2 separate regions of the Mus musculus genome follow, and region 2 is linked to region 1. The links are chromatin contacts, called in public Hi-C maps. All regions are on one chromosome and are shown on one strand. The core of a region is the stretch at or near the end of the contact, and the rest is flanking DNA. Distances in the headings are between cores, read along the strand shown.

Evidence for each region. Hi-C and Micro-C count contacts between places; a contact is called where the count stands out from the background.
Region 2: a contact with region 1 is called in a Hi-C map of cerebral cortex, with 4 times the contacts expected there. The contact joins two enhancer-like sites. A contact is called at or near these places in 9 of 484 Hi-C or Micro-C datasets (8-cell embryo, the HL-1 cell line, cerebral cortex and 3 more).

The regions. Positions count from the first base shown.
Region 1 is chr6:101,055,001-101,060,181 of GRCm38.p6, forward strand. No RefSeq gene overlaps it. Among named protein-coding and RNA genes, the nearest start is that of Gm26911, 110 kb to the right of the region's middle. Within about 2 kb of position 1,486, at least 10 of the 459 cell types and tissues checked have an H3K27ac peak or open chromatin away from gene starts, as enhancers often do. A contact at or near this core is called in cerebral cortex, where this site is marked.
Region 2 is chr6:101,250,535-101,256,324 of GRCm38.p6, forward strand. The region is part of intron 3 of Pdzrn3 (PDZ domain containing RING finger 3); the gene reads right to left. Among named protein-coding and RNA genes, the nearest start is that of Gm33934, 19 kb to the right of the region's middle. Within about 2 kb of position 1,832, at least 45 of the 459 cell types and tissues checked have an H3K27ac peak or open chromatin away from gene starts, as enhancers often do. A contact at or near this core is called in cerebral cortex, where this site is marked.

The DNA of each region.
Region 1 (5,181 bases), core at 236-2,735:
TCTTCTTGATAACATCCTGGGCCGGGTTGTTTTTATTGCTTGCAAAGGAGTGCCCTGACGTTATCTAAGAAGTCAGTCAGAGGCATGTTTATAAAGGTATTGACCCTGAGGTAATAATAAAGTGTGTGGTCGAGGGAGTGTGGAGGCATATTGGGTTTGTCACTGGGGAGCAGGAGGGTGGGGGAGAAGCGAGGAGCTGAGACCTAGCTAGTGATTGAAGTTCATGGGATGCTTTTATTTTCTTCTGACTTCCGGAGGCCAGGAACAGTTAACAGAGCATAGATAGCCCTCTGACCAGCCTTCCCATGGCTTTCCTGGAGGCAGTTCAGTAGTTTGCAAAGCACAGGAAGAAAAGAAAAGGGTTGCGAACAGACTCGGGCTCTACTGCTGAGATCTTAGGTTCCCACAGAAAAAGTTGGAGCCGCAGGCTCATGCATGGACATTCAGTTCTCAAGTGTGAACTATACTGGCGTACCTTGGGCAAAGCCTAGAGGAGTGTCTTTTTCCTACTTCTCTGAAATGTCGTGAAAACGAAGCTGGCTCCTGTCTTTAATTGAAGATAAGAGACATTGTAGGACACGTGGGAGGAAAGTGGCTGACAACATGCCAAAATTCTCACAAAGTCCTGCTTCCAGATCACAGCCCAAGATGGCAAATGGATGTCTTTAGGCAGCCTTGGATTACTGGCCATGGCTGACTGCAATGCTATGTGAAGGACCCAAAGGTCACCTCTAGTCTCAGCAACAAAAAAAGCATCACAACTGATTAGCCATATCTCCTGGGGGAGACGAGAGAGGAGTGTGGTTGTGTGCAGACATCCACCTGCTACAGTGAAGTTAGGAAAAGCAGCATACTGTGCAATTCTATGTCACAGGTAGTCACCTCTTTCTTTCTTTTTTTTTTCTGTCATGTGTCTGTGTGTTCTATATGAGCACACTCATGTGGTACCCATGAGATGGCACCAGATCCCCTGGAGCTCCAGTTACAGATGTTTGGGAGCTTTCTGGGTGGGGACCTAACTTGAGTAGACCAGAAGAACAAGTGCTTTTAGCCACTGAGCTATCCTTCTAGCCTCTTTTAAAATAACGGCCACAGAGAGGATTAATCGATAAAAGGTGTACTTACTGACATTCTGTAGGAACATATATGTTCATGTGTTCTAAGCCTGACGGGCTGGCAACCCTTTCCTACGAATGACCAGAGAGTAAATATTTCAGTCTTTGCAGGCTATGTCAAATCTGTCCCAACTATTGATCCTCGCTTCTACAGTGCTCAAGCAGCCGTAGATCGTGTGCATCTGAATGGGCATGGCTGCTTTCCAAGAAAACTTTATGAAAAATAGACGGTGGACCAGATTTGGCTCATGAATCACAGTCTGCCCCTCTCTGGTGTAAAGCGGCTTGCCGATGGTGTCTGCTGGGGCGGGAAGGCTGGCATAAGGCTGTTTTGATGGATGCTCGTGGTGGTAGGCTGAGAATGTGTACGTAGAGCAGCTTCTCTGGCTACAGCCAGGTGTCTAATCTGTGAGTAGCATCTCTCATACAGAACAGGATGGTCCTGCAGCTTTGGTCTCAGGGAAGCGGAGGGTTTACGTCTCTTTCGGTTTGCGATTACGTAGTTCTTTCTGGAGCATGCTCAGTTTTGACGTACTGTGCAGCTGATGCAGAAGCGTCCCAGAGACTTTGCTCTTATTATAATAAGCAGGGATAATGAAATAATAATAAAACAGCACAGAATCATTGTGTGGCTTCTACGTAAAGCCTCAAGAAGTATTACAGTTGCACTATCCGAGAGGGTCCCTGAGTCTGGCCTTACAGGACCAGCTTAGTTTGTGGCCTGGGATTGCTTTATGGAGACCTGATGCTCTCCTCTATGCTTCTCTCCCATCTCTCCCTAATTTAGTCCACAACGCCTGGTATGTGGTAACTATCAGCCCCATTTTCCCACCTAAAAGCACCCCTGCACCACCATTATCTTACACTGAACCTGCTATTTTTTCCAGTATAGTGTCTATCTATATCTGAAATATTATTTTTGCGTGAGTCTGTGTATGCAAATCTGTGTGTGCGTGGTGTGTGTGTGTGTGTGTGTGTGTGTGTGTGTGTGTGTGTATGTGTGTGTAAGCATGTGGTGGTCACAGGCTATCTTCTGGGAGTTAGTTCTCTTTTTACCAAACAGAACTCAGTCTTATTAGTGAGGTCCTCTACCCACTGAGCATCTTGCTGGTACTCTGCCTTACATTTTGAGAGAGAGTCTTTCACTGGCCCTGAATATTACTGACTCAGCTAAGCTGACTGGCTAACAAGTTTCTGGAGTCCACTTGTTTCTGCCTCTCCAATGCCGGATTTACAGGTACATGTCATGGTGCCCCATTTTTCATGTATTAGGGATCTCAAACATGCAAGGCAAAGCACTTTATCAACTCAGTCACTTCCCCAGACATCTAAAATACTCTTATTTCCATTCTGGAGTGGATACATTCTGAATACAATGACCAGTGTATGTTCTGTATTCAGTCCATGACAGGCACATACATGGTCAGTGGATATCTAATCCTTAGAAATCACCAGATGAGAAGTTATAGGAAGGGAAACCCGAGTTTCTAGAGTTGGTTCTTTAATACAATTGAAGGCAAGAGAAAACGAGAAGTGTATTTTGATGACCTCTTGCCTGTGAGACTGTGAAGCTCTGTTCTGCTGATGTGAGCAAGCGTGTGTTTCTGGTGCTGTGTTGTCTGGTCTGATTTTGGAAGGTTTGTTCTATACAGCTGCCTCTTTTTGCCTTCTTCTTTTATCATCATAACCTCCTATTCCTTCCCCTCTCTCCTCCCCTCCCCTTCTCCCCCTTCCCCTCCTCTCCCTTTCCTTTTATGCCTTCACCTCTCCTCCTGGTTTTCCCATTATTCTCTTACCCTATTTCCCTTCTCTTTCTCCCTTATTCCTTCCTGCCCTCCACCTCTTTTTATTCCTTCCTTGTTCCTCTCTTTCTTTCTCCTCTTCCTCTACTTCTTCCTCAATTCTTCATTTTTAAAGTACTCATCCTCTATAAAAGGCTACCAATGAAAACCTGGAGGGCCGCATTTAGGGTTCCTAAGAATCCATCTGTCTGTCATGAACTTTGTGTAAGGCACCTACCTACTAGGGGCTTATGTGGGAGGGAGTGGGGGAATGACTGAAAGGGAAGCTTGCACATAATTCAGAAAGGCCTTTTTCTCACAGTTGACCTCCATCATTCATGATTCCAAAAATCATAAGCCACTGTCCATGCCAGGGTCTAAAATGTGGTAGGTAGAATACTTGGACTGGTCACATAATTCTGGGGGGCCATAGTGTCATCAGAGGCTACCAAATGGACTTGGTCTTTGCAACAGGGGTGAACTCTGGAAATGTTTGGTTCTTATGATGTTGTCTTAAGCTTGCCTCATGGACCAGGGCAATGATACTGTGAAAGGGCGGAGGCAGCACAGACATGCTCAAGGCTGTGGGGTTCTGGCCACATGCACTCAGCTCTGCTGTTGAAACTTAGATGCAGCCCTACATGCCAGATGGTGCAGTGTGTTCTGATAAAACTTTATTAGAAACAGGAAGTAAGACATATGGGGCCCCTGGGCTGTTGTGGCGTATCCCATGCTATAACAAGTCAACAAACTGGAATTCGGAATCATGCACACCCGTTTAGGGGCCAGGTCTATGGCTTGTCGGCCATTTGAACTTGAAGAGGCCATTGGGCTCTCTGAGATCTCTTCTCTCTTTAATTGGACATCAAGGGGTTTCCTGAAGAGGGACACTCTGAGCACAAGCCCTGTTGTCTCAGAGATGGTCCATTTTACCTTGAACTCTGCACCTAGACATGGAATCTCTGTGTAGGGACACTAACAACAATCCCATTTTAAGGTCAAACATCAGACTTTAACTTTCCAAACTGTGACTCTCTGGCCAGCCAAGGTTCTGAGCTTATGGCAAGAAACTGCTTTTGCCATCATGGAATAATCCAGACCACAACACGAAGCGTTAATGAATGTTCGGCTTCCCATCCCATCCTCACATGCCCCGAGCAAATGAGACAGAATTTTGAAGCCAGGTTTCCCATATGAAATGTTGCAGTCTGCAGTTCATGATGCTGTACCAAGCTCACTCTCATCTTCCTATCCGGTTGTTTCCTCTGCTGTCCATCACTGCAGTGGCCGCTCAGCAGAATCCAGGGGGCTGCTTAATGAGGGGTGAAGACAATATGGACTCGGAGAGGCGGCCGGTTGCCTTCTCACAGTTGGTAAGCAGCGTTGCAGGTGCATTCTCTTAATGAGGGTTAATTTGTCTCATATTTTAATCTGACAGAAGCTGGTCGTGTTGTTCTGTAGTCCTTGGAGATTACTGCCTTGTTCTCTGTGGCTCAAAGAGAGAAAACTGGAGCATGATTTGGGGGTTATGGAAACGATAAAACAGCAGGCTGGGGGAGGTAAGAAACTCTGTTCTTTGGCTGTCCAGAATCACATTTACGGGGAGAAAAGGCATTTTAGCAGAAAAAGTAATGATGAAGGAGTCTTAAATTATATCTCTGGAAAATTCCAGTTTCCAACTGTGAACTAACTATACAATGAGTTTGAGAAGCAAAGCCACTCGAGGTGTGAGTTTGCCTCGTGTGTGCAATCTCACCCCTTTCAGATACTGCTGTCCTTAGGGAATGGGTTCAGTGGCTTTTGCTCTAGATGTGTGCACAGAGTGTTTCTGAAAAAAGCTGTTTTCTTGTTTTTTTTAAAAAAATCATGATGTCATACTGTGCTTGTACGAAAGTCAAAGTAAAGAAATCCAGTTGGTATGGCTTTTTCTTATCTCCAATCCCAGCCACAGGTTTTGTCAGATATGAGCGCTGTTGAGGTGTTTGGATGTTTGGGTTTTGAGGGAGGCGCATGAAGGAGTCCATGCATGTATCTGTGATTTCCAGGGGAGGTCTTTCACTTGAATGGGATAGAAACCCAGCTCAAACTAGCTTAAGCCAAAGGGAAATCAGGAGCTTAGGGTACTGGAGAAAGCCAGGTGCCCATCTGGATTCGGTCACGACTGCAGCCTTCTCTACTATAAAACATTGGCGTTTCATTCCAGTCTGATTCAGAGGAATGGGGCGGGACCCCTGTCCCTTCTCCGTGGGAAGCAGGCTCTGCACACAGTGTGCCTGCTCACTGCC
Region 2 (5,790 bases), core at 582-3,081, 200 kb after region 1:
TACAGACATCATTTTTCTCTCTTAACTCTCTGCATCGCCATGCCTCAGGCAGAGCGGCAGCCCCTCTTGGGATGACCCATCCTTCTCCTGGGATTTCTCAGAGAGGCCCTATGTAGAATTCTTTTTAATGGCTGAAGAGGCAAGGGTTCTGCCTTGCCACTGGCTACTCAGTCCAGGAGCTGACTCTCAGACTGCACATGTGACTATCACACTCCACGAGCCCATTGTGGTTCAGCTGACTCCTTGTGTATGGCGAGCAACGGGTGATGGGTTTAGTTCTGGGTGCTCCTGAGCTGGGGCTGCAGAGGAGTCTGGCTTCCCCTAGTTCCCTTTGTTGGGGTAGGGTCATTTCTGGGTTTCTTTTTACATCAGCACCTGCACAGCAGCCAAAGTAGGAAAAATCCTTTCCCTTGTATGAACACACAAAGGGGTTTTCTTCAACAGTTCTCCAGCTACACATTCTAATGTGAGAGCAAGTCAAGGAGGCCTGAGGATAGGGGCTTGGCTGCTGAATTAGCCTGTAAGCCATTACTGGGAGAAAGACTAGACTCTGAAGCCATAGTCACACCAAAGTGACCTTTCCAACAAAGGCCTGGTTCTTGGCAGCTTGGTAACCCCAGACCCCCTTGCCTGCCTTCTGGAGTAAGGAATGTAGGCTGGGCTACTGCTCCCCAAACCCCTGAACTTCAAAGGAATTTAAGCAACTCAGCCTAGACTGATGCCAAAGAAAACAGCACTCAAGGGCTCCCTGGCTAGAAGTCCAGGCACGGCAGCCCTTCCGTGTATAGAGCCTCCCTTTCCAGTCTCTTGCATGCGTGCTGAAATGACATCAGGAGCCAGCATGAACCTGCCAGGCAAACACTCCAGGTTCAGGGGCAGTTCAGCTCTCTCCAGGAAAGCTCAGGGATGTGGCTGTGATTCCCAGCTGCCCCATTTACTAAGTTCACAAGTGTGGCCCTGTGGCCTCCTGGCAGGCAGGCTATAAGAACCCCTGCACCACACCGCCTCCTGCTCGGGTTACAAGACTCATGTTTTATATCTTAATTCTCTCTGGGGTGCTTAGGAGAAATTCATGCAGCCAGATTAGCCTATAAATTACTCAATGGTTCACCAGGGGCCCTTTCTCACTCTCCCCATGGCACATATATCCAGGAGGAGAATCTTGGTGTCTAGATGCAGCTGTCTGCTGTACTACTAGGTTCTAGGTGGGTTCTCCTGGCAACAGATTTGCTTTTTATATCCCATTCAATGGGATATAAAATCATGCCATCAGCTGGGGGCCACATCTCATCTCCAGGAGAGATTTTAAACTGAGTACACCACCAGGTGGGGTGAAAACTAACCCAGGAAAAGAAGCCCCACGGTCACTAGGGTGACTGCGGTACCTCATGCAGCAGGTGTCTGAGCAGGCCAGAGATGCAGAATTCCAGGCACAATTGCTCGGGATGGTTTGTGTTCAAACAGCAAATGGAATCTTTCCATCTAATCTGTCTGTCTCCAGATCCCTTCCTCCAAAAGAAAACCACACAATGCAGTGAAAGAGGCATCATGCTGATTCTGAGAACTGGGGTCACCATTTCTCCTCCTAGAGTTCATCCTCTTCTGGGCTTGAAACAGTGCCCATTCGACTCAGCAGCTCCCAGGGACTTGCCAAACTTCAGAATTGTCTTGAAACCAACAATAGGCAGAATACGAAACAGGAACATTCAGATTTTTAGTCTTCTCTTGCAGACACAAAAGCGCAAGGGCTGTCTGCTCAGCCACTCAGCAGCTAGCTGTGAGCCTCGGCTTATGTCACGGGAGCAGCAGTGTTCCTCACACTGTCATTCTTCCCACGACACCCACACTCGGGACTGGTCTCTGTGATTTTTAAGAGGCACTGAAGTGTATGACTTTGGTTCTGCACCTGCCCTGGAAAATGTAGGATTGGCAGATTATCCAGAGGTAGGCGAGGAGATTTTCATCTGCTGTCTGTATGACAGAGCTGGTGTCAGCGACTGGGGGCTGCGGAAGTGTTGACGTTAAATCCTCCTCTTTATAGAAACTGAGAGGGAGGCAAACAGGGAAGAGAAATATTTAGAAGGAGAGGCAGTGGGGGGGTGGGTGGAGGGCGGGGGGTGGAGGGTGGTCCTGATGCTTCGGTGCCTGAGCAGACAAGCTGGCCAGCCTCTGAGAGGCCTTAAGGATGGATGTGGTTAAACCATAAGGGGTTCAACTCTTTCTTTTCCTCTTAAACTGTGCAGACTTATTTCTCATGGGAAACGAGACACCGAATGAAGTCTGACAGAGCAGGAGGGAGTGGCCAGACCTCCATCTCTCTGGCCCTAGAGAGTTCCCAAGGGGGCACAAGGCTCCCTCAATTTCAGCCAGAGCCTTTCCAGCCCCCGGGGAAGGCTGAGCTCTCTCCATACTCTGTAACTTGTTTCTGAAAGCTTCGTGAAAGCAAAAGGGGAATGGCAGGCGTGCCATGGTCAGAAAAAGAATTTCTTGGTGTCACCCTGAAGGAAGTAACTGGTGAGTGACAGTACTCATGGCCCCATATCTGAGGAGTGTGATCCTAAAGTGGAAACCTGGGGTGAGGGAGGGTTGGCGAGTGAGCGCTCTGACAGATGAGGAGGGACAGAGAGATGTGTTAGTTCACTTGCTCAGGAAACACACATGCGCCAGAGAAGGTGACAAGCTCTGGAAGTCAGGTTGCCGGTAAATCCACGCACTGGTAACTGTCTGCAGCATACCTCATTCCAGCCTGCCCCACAGCCAGTTAGGCCAACCGATCCCCCCCCCACACACACACCCCAACTCCATTCTCCCTGGGCACCTCTCCTTAGGCCCACCTATCCACTCCACACAGTTCAGCTGAAGCTCAGTCCATCCAATGGTGTTGGCTTTAGTGATGAGCTCACACCTGGCCCACTGGACTGTTGCAGACCTTTGGTGCTAGCGATTGGCTTAGTCAGTAGCACATGACCTAAACGGAGGCTACAGGTATCCTCTATAAGACTGCAGCTGAGCCGATAGGATTGCACATGAAGTCTCTGGGGCCACTTTTAGTGGTTTGTGGGAAGAAATGCTCCTCACATCCTGAAGTCAGCAGAGTTCACCACAGTGAAGTCATGCAGGGACCACTCTCCAATAAGATCTGAATGTCTAGACCTAACTGAGCCTAAAACTAGATTCGGCTCAAACCAATGACTGGGGTTGTGACTTACATTTCAGACCAAAATATTCTTTCTTTACTGGCCCACACTATATTATTACTACACACCACAAAGATTAGAAAAGAGTACTAAAAGACCGAGAGCTCTTGCAGATCTTTAACCTCCACTCATTAGGAAGTAATTCTGGCCAGATGTTCACATCTAGCTGTTCCTTGAAATAACACTTTTTCCTTGGTTGTCTGAAGCTCAAAGCAGAACAGGCCTGGTGAATTTATACCCTGCTGCTCCCGGGAAGGTGTGTGACTAGTAAGATCTATGTCTGTCTCATGAAAGGTCATTTGCTGTCAGCCAAAACACCATAAAGGTGCTCAAATACCTCATATAGCATTTATGAAGGGGAATGTCTGAACCCTTACAACAAAAAGGGATTCATGAGGCCTCGCACGGATTGTTTTATTGAAATAGATTTAATATATGTTTATTACATTTTGTGTATGTTCTAAATTTATCATATTAAAGAGATGTTGATTAGGATATAATGCTTTCTTTTGTTTCCTTAAGAGGATTAAGTTTTTATCTATTCATGGTCATCTCTTCTGCATTATTTTAAAAGACATCTAGGTTGTCCCATTCACTTATTTAGTTTTATACTCAGTCTACTGGCAAAGGACAAAGAGCATCCACATTACACACACACACACACACACACACACACACACACACACAAATATACACTAATATAGGCACACATACAAATGCATGTATATGAGTCAAGTACTTCTCATGGGCTGGTTTAGGTTAAAACTTTATTCATTTAGAGTGTGTGTGTGTATGTGAGCCAAAATGCTCAAACTTCACTTTTTATGTTTATAAAACATACAATTAACATAAACAGTTGCACATACAACGTGTATCTAGTACAGAGGAAAAGAACCCTCTGTGCTTTCCAGCCAACATAAGAAGGTTCTCTGAACTGTTGATGCCTTGCTGAAGGTTCCAGCCAAATTTGTACACATGCCTTCACAGGGGTACATGCTATTGTATCCTTATGTTCACCTTAAACAAAAGCTGACATTTAAATTTATTATCAAATGTTCTAGTACACACACAGAGAATGGCTTCATTAACTCTGCACGTGCACATCCCATTCTTCCATCATTCTGACCCCTGACCTTGACCCCATTTCCTTTTATTTCTTCGAGTGTTTTAAGGCAAGTACCAGAAGCCATTTTGTTTCTCGCAGAAAATTCTTTATATACTGTGTCTCTAAGTATGGGAGGATAAAATAAACAAATAAACAACCACTAAGACATTGTTACACAATATTACTCCTAACTCCCTAGTGTCACCGAATCCTTGCCTGTGCTCAGACTTCCTCAAAGCATACAAATGCTGTCTGGGGTCAGAAAAAAGGTCAGGCAAACAGGTCAGGATGCAAACCAGTAAACAAACCAAACGCTGTATTATTCTAAAAAAGACTTTACTTGAAGCTTTCCCAAATAGGCAATCTTCCTCTCAAATTAGCGTGTACCAGTGAAGTTTTACTATGTAATCAATAGCTTGCTAGACATTCCCAGCTCTGATACTTACAGAAGTCTGCAGGGGACATGGTCCCTTTGCACCACCCCTGTGGCCACCAGTGTACAGCCGAATCATTAAGGGATGGGGACAGCAATTGGTAGGATTTACGAATTCCCAAGTGTATGGATGCGGTCAGCAGAGGAAGGAAATGACAGGACTGCAGAGGTTCGCCATGCCTAATAGACACTCTGGGCCTTATTTTCCAAGCTTAAAAATAATTGGGTAAATACTCCACAGTAGCTGGGTTTGACGAGAGTTTGCTTTGCTCTCCTTAGGAAAGCATATGATTAATTTAAACACAGGCATCCAGGGGGTGTTCGCCTCCCTGTCCCATTTGCTTTGTATAGCCAGGGAAGGAGATATCAGTCAGCGTCTGCAGAGCCCCGCACATGCGCATTTGACAGGCAGAGTGTTGGGTCAATGCTGGGACGAAAGGCTTCTGTGGGACTTGGTTCTCCTTTTCTAGGCATATTTATCATAGTGAGGGGGGAAATGGAAATTCATCTTTAAGTCTTATGATCTGTTTTGTTTTGTTTTGTTACTTCTGGTACTTTGTTTAGAAATGCAAACACCTCATTACAGCTGAAAATATAGGTGTAATCTGACTTTAAAAAAAAATCCCAATATGTGAAAGGCATAAAAATGAAAGGCTGGGGACAGGGACGATGACTCAGTGTTTGGTGCACACACATGAGGGTCTGAGTCTGGATCCCTCAACAAGCCTGCATGAGCTAGGCATAGCGGTGCACGTCTGTGACCCCAGTGCTGGGGTACAAAGCCAAACGACCATCTTAGGGGATTGCTGGCCCGCCAGTCCAGGAGGAATGGCAGACTCTGGGTTCAGTGGGAGACTCTATCTCAAAAGACAAAAGAATAAACCAAAAACAAACAAACAAACAAACAAACCAGAGCTGAAGGCAAGGGAGCCAGAGACAACCTCAGGCCCCGACATGTGTTCACTGGGTGAGTGCATCTTCATTCATACACATACATCCCACACGCAAATGCACACACACTGCACAAACACAGAGTTTAACGGTGACTATTGACA